Linked DNA regions of Mus musculus: region 2 is linked to region 1. A link is a contact called in public ChIA-PET data. All regions are on one chromosome and are shown on one strand. Each heading gives the region's core, a stretch centred on a gene start, on an enhancer-like site or on the middle of the called end of the contact. The rest is flanking DNA. Distances are from core to core; before and after follow the strand shown.

What was found. ChIA-PET counts read pairs in DNA pulled down with a chosen protein or histone mark.
Region 2: an RNA polymerase II ChIA-PET map of memory CD8 T cells shows a contact between it and region 1, with 51 read pairs. The contact joins the promoter of Vwa3b here to the enhancer-like site in region 1. A contact is called at or near these places in 2 of 39 promoter capture datasets (the 3T3-L1 cell line and neutrophils), 4 of 115 datasets of contacts at active chromatin or transcription factors (effector CD8 T cells, large pre-B cells, memory CD8 T cells and 1 more) and 3 of 9 other capture datasets (adipose tissue, liver and pancreatic islet).

Annotation. Positions count from the first base shown.
Region 1 is chr1:36,806,285-36,810,601 of GRCm38.p6, reverse strand. It overlaps Tmem131 (transmembrane protein 131), which reads left to right. Exons shown (of 41, transcript NM_018872.2): 29 at 136-321; 30 at 1,617-1,775; 31 at 2,126-2,718. Among named protein-coding and RNA genes, the nearest start is that of Zap70, 47 kb to the right of the region's middle. Within about 2 kb of position 2,656, at least 31 of the 459 cell types and tissues checked have an H3K27ac peak or open chromatin away from gene starts, as enhancers often do. A contact at or near this core is called in effector CD8 T cells and memory CD8 T cells, where this site is marked.
Region 2 is chr1:37,026,400-37,030,677 of GRCm38.p6, reverse strand. It overlaps Vwa3b (von Willebrand factor A domain containing 3B), which reads right to left and starts at 1,365. Exons shown (of 28, transcript NM_001370828.1): 1 at 1,250-1,365.

The DNA.
Region 1 (4,317 bases), core at 1,407-3,906:
GCGACTTGTTGTGTTGTGTTCTGTTGTGTTTTAACAACATCAGTACAAATAAATCCTAGATTCAACAAAGAACAACAATAGAACCGAGAAGCAGCAAGTTTGAAAACGAACCTCACTGCCATTCTTGTGTCTCAGGTTTACTCCAGATTTCACAGCCTCCAGAGTCATTCGGGAGCTGAAGTTTGTGACAAGCAGTGGCTCCGAGTTTGTGTTTGTGTTGAATGCCTCTCTTCCGTACCACATGCTAGCCGCCTGTGCAGAAGCCCTCCCTAGACCCAACTGGGAGCTCGCGCTCTACATCATCATCTCCGGGGTCATGAGGTACAGTGTGCTCCTCTGCAGCCAACCAGGGCTGCCTCTCACTCACCCTCTGGGGCCACTCGCTCTCTCACAGTTGCCGGGTCTCAGCAGGCACAGCAGACACCCCTAGCTCTGTCAGGCTTGAGTGCTAGTGGGAACAGTTAAACAAACTGAACCCTTCTTGGGTGGCATGGATGGCAAAGTCTTACTACCTTTGAAAGTTGCTTAACAAATGAGGTCTATGCTAGTTCATAAGAAAGCAAGCACAAAATATCAGGTATAGTTGCCTTATTTGGGCATATGTAATTAACATCATTATAAGCCTAAGCAACGTAGGACAGAGTAGAAATGTTTCTGAAGGTTTGGCATTCTTATCTTTATATCAGTTTATTTCCTTACGTACTTTAGAGACTCAAATATACTTACAATAAGTTATTTATAGCTGCTTATACATCCGTAAGGGAAAGAGAGGTGAACCTCCATCCAGTTTCTCTCACTGCAGCTGTCTCCTCTGACGCACATTATTGTCTTCACACTCAGCTTCTGTGTAGGATTGTGAACCTTTTTTTTTAAGATTTATTTGTTTGTTTGTTTGTTTATGTGAGTACACTGTAGCTGTACAGATGTTTGTGAGCCTTCATGTGGTTGTTGGGGGTTGAATTTTTAGGACTTCTACTGGCTTCAGTTGGCCCTGCTCACTCCAGTCAACCCGGCTCATTCAGTCCCTGCTTGCTCTGGCCCAAAGATTCATTTATTGTTATATATAAGTACACTGTAGCTGACTTCTGACACACCTGAAGAGGGCGTCAGATCTCATTACGGTGGTTGTGAGCCACCACGTGGTTGATGGGATTTGAACTCAGGACCTTTGGAAGAGCAGTCAGTGCTCTTAGCCACTGAGTCATCTCGCCAGCCACAGTTGTGAACTTTTAAAGTTGGTGTGCAGAGGCTGGAGAGACAGCTCAGTGGTTAAGGAAGGCACCGGTGCTCCTCCAGAAGATGTGGGTTCAATTCTCAGCTCCCGCTTGGCAGTTACAACCACCTTAACTCCAGCTCCAGGAGAGCCCATCCCCTTTTATGGCCCCCGTGGGTATTGCATGCATGTAGCGCACCGGCATCCGTGCAGCCTAAATACTGTACGCAGAGATCGGTCCTATAAACTCTGAACTACGATGCTTCATTTTTGTCTTTCCTTAAAAGTGTGTTACAGACAACTTGGAGTTTTTACATCATTCTGTAGTTATCAAGGAGCCTGTGGTAACCAAATATTATTCTTGTTTTGGCAAAGAATGCTGACCCGCCCCTCTGCTCCACAGTGCACTCTTTCTCCTGGTCATTGGAACAGCCTACTTGGAAGCTCAAGGGATTTGGGAGCCCTTCCGAAGGCGACTCTCCTTTGAAGCCTCAAACCCGCCCTTTGATGTAGGAAGGCCATTTGATCTCAGGAGAATCGTTGGTATTTCATCTGAAGGAAAGTATGTTCATATACTAAAAGTCCACTTTTTAATACACATAGACTTAGCTGATATAATTACAAGAAGTGAAATTTATCTTTACTCGGAATTTTTTAAAAAACGATTCTGGTGCTCAGATACTGAGAACTCATGAGAGTTCTTAACAGGGACAAAATATGCTTAGTTATTAGTTATTAGTCCTAACCTTATTTATAACTGTCAGAGGTGACAAACTGTAGAAGGTTGTGGCTCTGATCCCTTCCACTTCTGTCCCTAGTTTCTCTTTATGATGGGTTTACTAATGAAATTTTTTTCTTAGTATTAGGTTGGAAGTTACTGCTTACTGATTTTTCAATTGATCCATTTTTCAGCTTGAACACACTTGGCTGCGAACACAGTCATGGTAGGGGTTTCTATAGTAACGCATCATCCCGGCCTGGTACAGGCAGTCACAGGCAGTGTGGCACATCAGTCCACCCACACAGCAGCCATGGCAGCAAAAACTCAGCTGATGTGGACAACGTCAGAACCAGAAACAGTTCAAGTATGTCAAGCAGGACTTCTCCACAAGCAGCTGCCTCACAGTCTACAAGCAAAACCAGCCCCCTAGTCTCAGAGACAGCTGCAGCAACCCAGGGTCACACAGCAAGCAGGAAGTCCAGAGGGGCAAAGCAGGGCCAGCACAGCAGCCAGCACCACAGCCACAGCCACAGCCCACTGGAGCAGCACTCACAGCCTCCACCACCAGTGCCTCAGCACCAGGAGCCACCACCCGAAAGGCTGTCTCCTGCCCCCCTCACACACCCTTCCCACCCCGAGCGAGCCAGCACCACACGGCACAGCTCAGAGGACTCCGACATCACCAGTCTCATAGAAGCCATGGACAAAGACTTTGACCACCACGACTCCTCCCCCCTAGACGTGTTTACAGAGCAGCCTCCGTCACCGATGTCAAAAAGCAAAGGTAACCCTGTCCAACCCCCTTCCAAAGAACAAGGCGTGTGAGGGAGAAGGAGCAGTCAGGATCATAGGCAGTGGATACAGCACCTTGTTAGGTAGCTCAGACCCATCTCCTGCGGGAAGCAATGGCCTCTCTGTATCACAGTGCAAACGGAAGCAACTGCTTGTCATGAAACTTGTTCTTCCCTTGTTTCTCCAGACAGAATCTGATGGACGGCTGCCGGTGATAACTGTTACAGTCATTTTTAAAAATTATTTTGAGGCCAGGTATTGCTGGCACATACCTTTAATCCTAGCACTCGGGAGACAGAGGCAGGAGGATCTCTGAGTTCAAGACCTGCCTGTTCTACAGAGCGAGTTCCAAGACAGCCTGGGATACACAGAAAAACCTTGTCTCAAAAAACAAACAAACAAAAATATTTTGAAAACAGGGCTAAAACCAAAACCATCTACCTCTTAACTCAAAATAGAATTTCTAGCTGTGCACACATCTGTAGTTGTACTGGTGAGGTAGAGACAGGAAGTTTGTCACAGGCTTGAGGTCAGTGAGGCTACACACTGACACCTCTCTCTAAATAGGAAAAGGGGCAAAAGAAGCAAGTGAAAAAATAGTTGGTGAAACCTCCAAAGAGGCTGGCCAACAGGACAGGGACAACAGGAAGTGGTGGCCGTGCACACATCACAGTCTTGTAGGCAGAGGAGTGAGGGATGTACCAGATCTGCAGAATTGGTAGGTTAGGGAAGGAACTTTGCCAGAAGGAACCACACAAACAGGAGAAGTGTGAACAATTCAAGGGATGGAAAATCCAAGGCCAGAGTGACAGCGAGGTCTAACAGGGAGCATGAGCGAAGGCTTCAGAGTAGTGGGAGTGGGAACAGGCGCTTGTGTGCAGCCTCATGGGTAAGGTACAGAGGAATACACCTTATTGGCAGTGGCAGGGCCTCAAGACTAGAGCAATCCAGAACCGCAAGATTGGGGACTCAGAACTTGGAAAGAAATGTGGCGCATAGACCATGTGGTTCCTAAGACTGCAAGCAGCCTTTCCATCAGTTCATCTAAGGGGGTGCGACCACAAGCCATCAATCATGGTATAGTTCATTTCAAACAAGCTAGGGGACAACAGCGTTGAGGGGCTTTTGGGTTTCGGAGTTGCAGATTAGGCACAGGAGACCAAGGGAGGAAAGTCCCTGTGGGTGTGGTGTGTGCCCCTTGTAGAGACCAGGAGAATGCGTGGGTCGCAGCAAGACCAGGCCAGGTGTCTTGGTTGCTTTTCTATTGCTGTGACAAAACACCATGACCAAAGCAATGCTTATAAAGTGAAGCATTTGCTCTGAGGGCTCACGGTCCCATGGCCATCAAGGCAGGGAACATGGCAGCAGGCAGGGCACACAGGGTTCCACAGCAGGGATGAGTGCTCACATCTTGAAGCAGAAAGACATTACTGACTGAGATTGATGTGAAACCTCCAAGCCCACTCCCTGGACACAAACAGTTCCACCAACTAGGGACCAAGCCTTAGGGGGCATTCTTATCCAAACCACCACATCCACTCCCTGGCCCCCTTAGGTCTGTGGCCATATCACAAGTCAAAATGCATGTAGT
Region 2 (4,278 bases), core at 116-2,615, 220 kb before region 1:
ACCACCACCTCTGGTTGTCCGCAGTCCTAAAAACTTGGAGTTGTCCATCGAGCCATTGAGTGCCAGGGACAGGCAAAGCTCCCAGGACAGCAGGAAGATTAAGATGGATAAGACCTTTCATCCCAACACTTAGGAAACTGAGGCAGGAGGACTGGGATCACGCTAAGAGCCCTTCTTTGTCGGCTGCTATGCACCTGCCCATAGTGAGAAGCCAAGAACAATCCAGTCACTGTTCTTACAAGCCCTGGACCAGAGTCTAACTTAGACTCTATTAATTCAATTTGGATCCTTGGTAAACGTATGATCAACACCTCCAATCTTCATCCTTGCTAGTTTCTAAAAAAAGAAATCTGTGCATGGGGGAGGGAGGGAGGGAGTAGTATGGAGGGGTAGGAGATGGGGAGGTATGTTGTGGGAGTTCTGAACTCTGATTCTTCTGGGAAGAAAGGAAGCTGGGATGAAGTTCCCTGATGTATCCTGTTACAATTCTTAACAGTCTTATTCTTTCTATCCTTAAAAGGCAAAGCTAGGCTAAGAGCATCGCCTCAGATAAACGTGGGCAGGGTTAAGGGATTGAAATGGTCTGTGGGACACACTGTTGAGAACAGGACCAAGAATTGAAAACTGGGCTCGTGGGGTGGGGGTGGGGCTGTTAGGTCATCGCCGAGAAGAAAAGAAATGGAGAACTTCTGAGAAGATTAGAAGAACAACTACATGAGGTTAAAAGTCCATATTAGAAAGTGAAAGTGATGTGAATGCCCCCAAAAACCAAGAGGCAAGCAGAGGCTTTCTCCAGACTCAAACCTTTCACTCAAGAAGATCGCTTTGAGTTTGGATTGTTAAGTTTTGATCATTGCTTCTCAGAAATGAGTTTCTAATATACTGATCAGTATGCTATGTCCTCTGACTAACTTTGGCCTCTGGATAGACAAGCATTAGGGAGCTGAGCTTCTGCAAAGAGTGGGGGTGGGGGGAGAGCCCTGGGTAAGAAGGGCTCGCACACGTCTGCGACTTTGACTCTGAAATCCAGCTCTCAAGTGGGTGCGGCCTGGCCACTGCCCTTTCCCAGCAGAAGCGAGGTCCAGCTCGGAAATTACAAACTTGTTTTTTCCCTCACACAACCAGTTGGAAACCTGGAAGATCTGGTCTAGAAGGATGGTATCCCCCACTTAGTAAGTAATCTGTCAGTTGCGAGGCCAGGCGGCTTGCGTGCGTCAGCGACCCTCCCACCCTCCAGGGCCTCACTAACCAGAGCAGGAGGTGGGCGCGGCCAGCATCCCACTGCTGGACAAGGCTGTGACTCCCCCTGATGCTGGCGAAGGGTCCCCGCCTCGGGCACAGAGTTGCGGGAGTCCAGTTTCTGTTGACAACCACATCGCTGCAGTTGCTAAGACACCGCCAATCACAGCGTGGCTCGGGATCCGGCCCCGCCCACCAATGAGCCCCTCAGAGGGAGTAAAGAGATGATGGGGACTGCGAAGAAACTGGATGTTGGTGTTGCAAAACCAATTTGGTCCACCCGGAAAGAGAGCAGCCTAAGGCTCGTCCTCTGCGCCTGACCCTGGGAAAGTTGACAGCGGCAAATATTAGAGATTAGGTTAACAAATATTCAGATGGGCAGAAAAGCAGACGACTGCCCGCTGAAGGAAGCCTGTTCTCTCGATTTACTTCCGGCAGATTACCGCAGCCCGCGCCTTTTGTTTTGATTTCTCCCTCGGTATTATAAAGAGATCCTTTCTTCATTGCGTCTTTAAGGGAAGGAAACCTAGAGTTGGAGCGGTTCGTTACAGGTGCTCAGCTAGAAGGGGTGGTCAGATGAGCGTTCACAGTTTTGCCAGATTGTAACTTTGGACACAAGAGCTGCCAGGATCAAAAAAAAAAAAAAAAAAAAAAAAAAAAAAAGATTGTGAATAAAACCTCCTGGAGAGGAGGGGGGAGGGAAGCTGTGTCCGCAGAGACTGATTTTGACTGATTAGAATTTCAGTTCTGCAGAGAGGTTAGAATGTTGCTGTTCTGAAGGCTAATTGCCTTATCTTGGGCCAGTTCTAACCCCTCTTGGAGAGCCATTCCTTGCCCACTTCTGTGACCAAACTAACCTCTTGTGACTAAAAGATAGACGGACAACTAGCCTCCACCAATCCAAAGGCTAAGAATGTCCCACAGCATCTTGAAAAGCTTTCCCCACTCTCACCGTGCCTGCTTCTCTGGTGTGCCCTCCAAGGTACTTTAAATTTATCATGATTTGTGACTTTCTTTGTTCTATGAAAAGTTCATGAAACTGCTTCCACGTTGGAACATGGAGTTTGGGGTAAACTAAATCTGTGTTGTACAGGGCCACAGCTATTCAAAATGGCTCCAGAACAGGCTTGCTTATACCCTCTAAGCTGAGAGCTGTGGTTTTTGCAAATCTACAGGTAGTACTCCTATAGGGATTCGGTACTGCACTCTACCTAATGCTTATTTAGTCTTGCCTTACAAGCATACAGATGGCTCAAAATGCAAACCTGCCATTCTTCAAGCAATCACACTCACACAAAAATGTGCTTATGAAAATCTATAAGTAAAAGATTCTATAAGGGCTGGAGAGATGGCTCAGAGGTTGAGAGCACTGATTATTTTTTCAAAGGTCCCGAGTTCGATTTCCAGCACCCACATGGTGGCTAACATCTATAATGAGATCTGATGCCCTCTTCTGAAGTGCAGGCAGAACACTGTGTACATAATAAATAAATAAATAAATAAATAAATCTTTTTTTTAAAAGAGTCTAGAGTAAGCCACATGAAGCAAACCAATAAGCAGCATCCTTCCGTGGCCTCTGCATCAGCTCCTGCCTTTGCATCGGCTCCTGCCTCCAGCTTCCAGACCTGCTTGAGTTCCTGTCCTGACTTCCTCCAGTGATGTAGTATGATCTGGAAGTGTAAGCCAAATAACCCTCCCCTCCCCCCCAAAAAAAGATTCTATAAGCCAAGTTTTGCCTTAATGTTTGAATATTAAATTGTGTTTTATATTTTTAAATTGAAGAGCTGGCCTTGAGTTTTTGTAAACATATATACATGTTTGTGTGTGTGTGTGTGTGTGTCTGCACATGTGTGTGGTGGGTGGAAGTCAGAGAAATCTTGTGGGAACTGACTCTCTTATTCTACCACATGGTTTCCAGGGAGTAGGATAGGGGGTGTTGAACTCAGGTTGTCAAGTTTGATAGCACCTTTACCTGTCAAGCCACACCAATGGCTCCATTTCTTTTGTTTTCTCATAGTGTTTGAGTCAAAGATCTAATTTAAAAAAAAATAACTAACATTAGAAACAATTCTCTCTTCAACAGAGAAGTCTACTGTATCCTCAGGGATTAATTTTTCTTCATTCCTTTGTTGCCTTAGTGATTTTTAAAAGTACTGAAGGTTCGATCCTTAATCATAAATCATTCTGTAGAGTTGTTTGAATGCACAGCTTTGGCGATACAGAGAGCAGCTTCGATTCACACCACCAACGTTAAAATTCCAAAGCCAAACAACTTAAACCAGCCACACTTACCAAAACCACAATCATCCTGCTGCCCACACCCTGCCAAACCAATATTCCTGGGCCATGCTGGTGACAAAGGACAGAGAGTCCACTGTACTCTCTCAGCACTCTCACTAAGCACTCTGACTTTACCTCCACCCACGCTCGCTCTCCTTCCTGGGACATTTGCCACAGTCACTGTGGTCAACCGGGGCCCCTTAGATTAACATGACTATAACACACATGCTAATCAAAACAACAACAACATTAGAGGGCCAGAGAGGTGGCTCAGCAGTTAAGAGCACTTGCTCTTCCAGAGGTCCTGAGTTCAATTCCCAACAACCACATGGTGGTCACAACCATCTATAATGAAATCTGATGCTCTCTTCTGGTGTGTCTGAAGACAGCTACAGTGTGCTCATATACATAAAATAAATAGATAAATCTCTGAAAAAAAAAACCCTTTAGAAATCATTCAAATTATAGACAGCCAAAGGTGTAACTGTTCAAGACTATTTTAAGGTACTTACTGAGTTGAGGGCTATACTCTGGCTTGCTGCAGATGGGCCATGTCACTTTTGTTTACTGGGACAAGATATTCCTTCAACAGCATTGCTCTGACCTTTGACAGATGTATTCAACTCACATTTTGACAAATAACTGGTGGCCTGCTTTCAACCGGCCATTGGCCTCTGTCATAATATTCCTATCCTGAAATAATGCGGTGCCTAACCTGTGGAGTGTACATTCGAAGTCCAGATTCCTCTTTCAGGTCG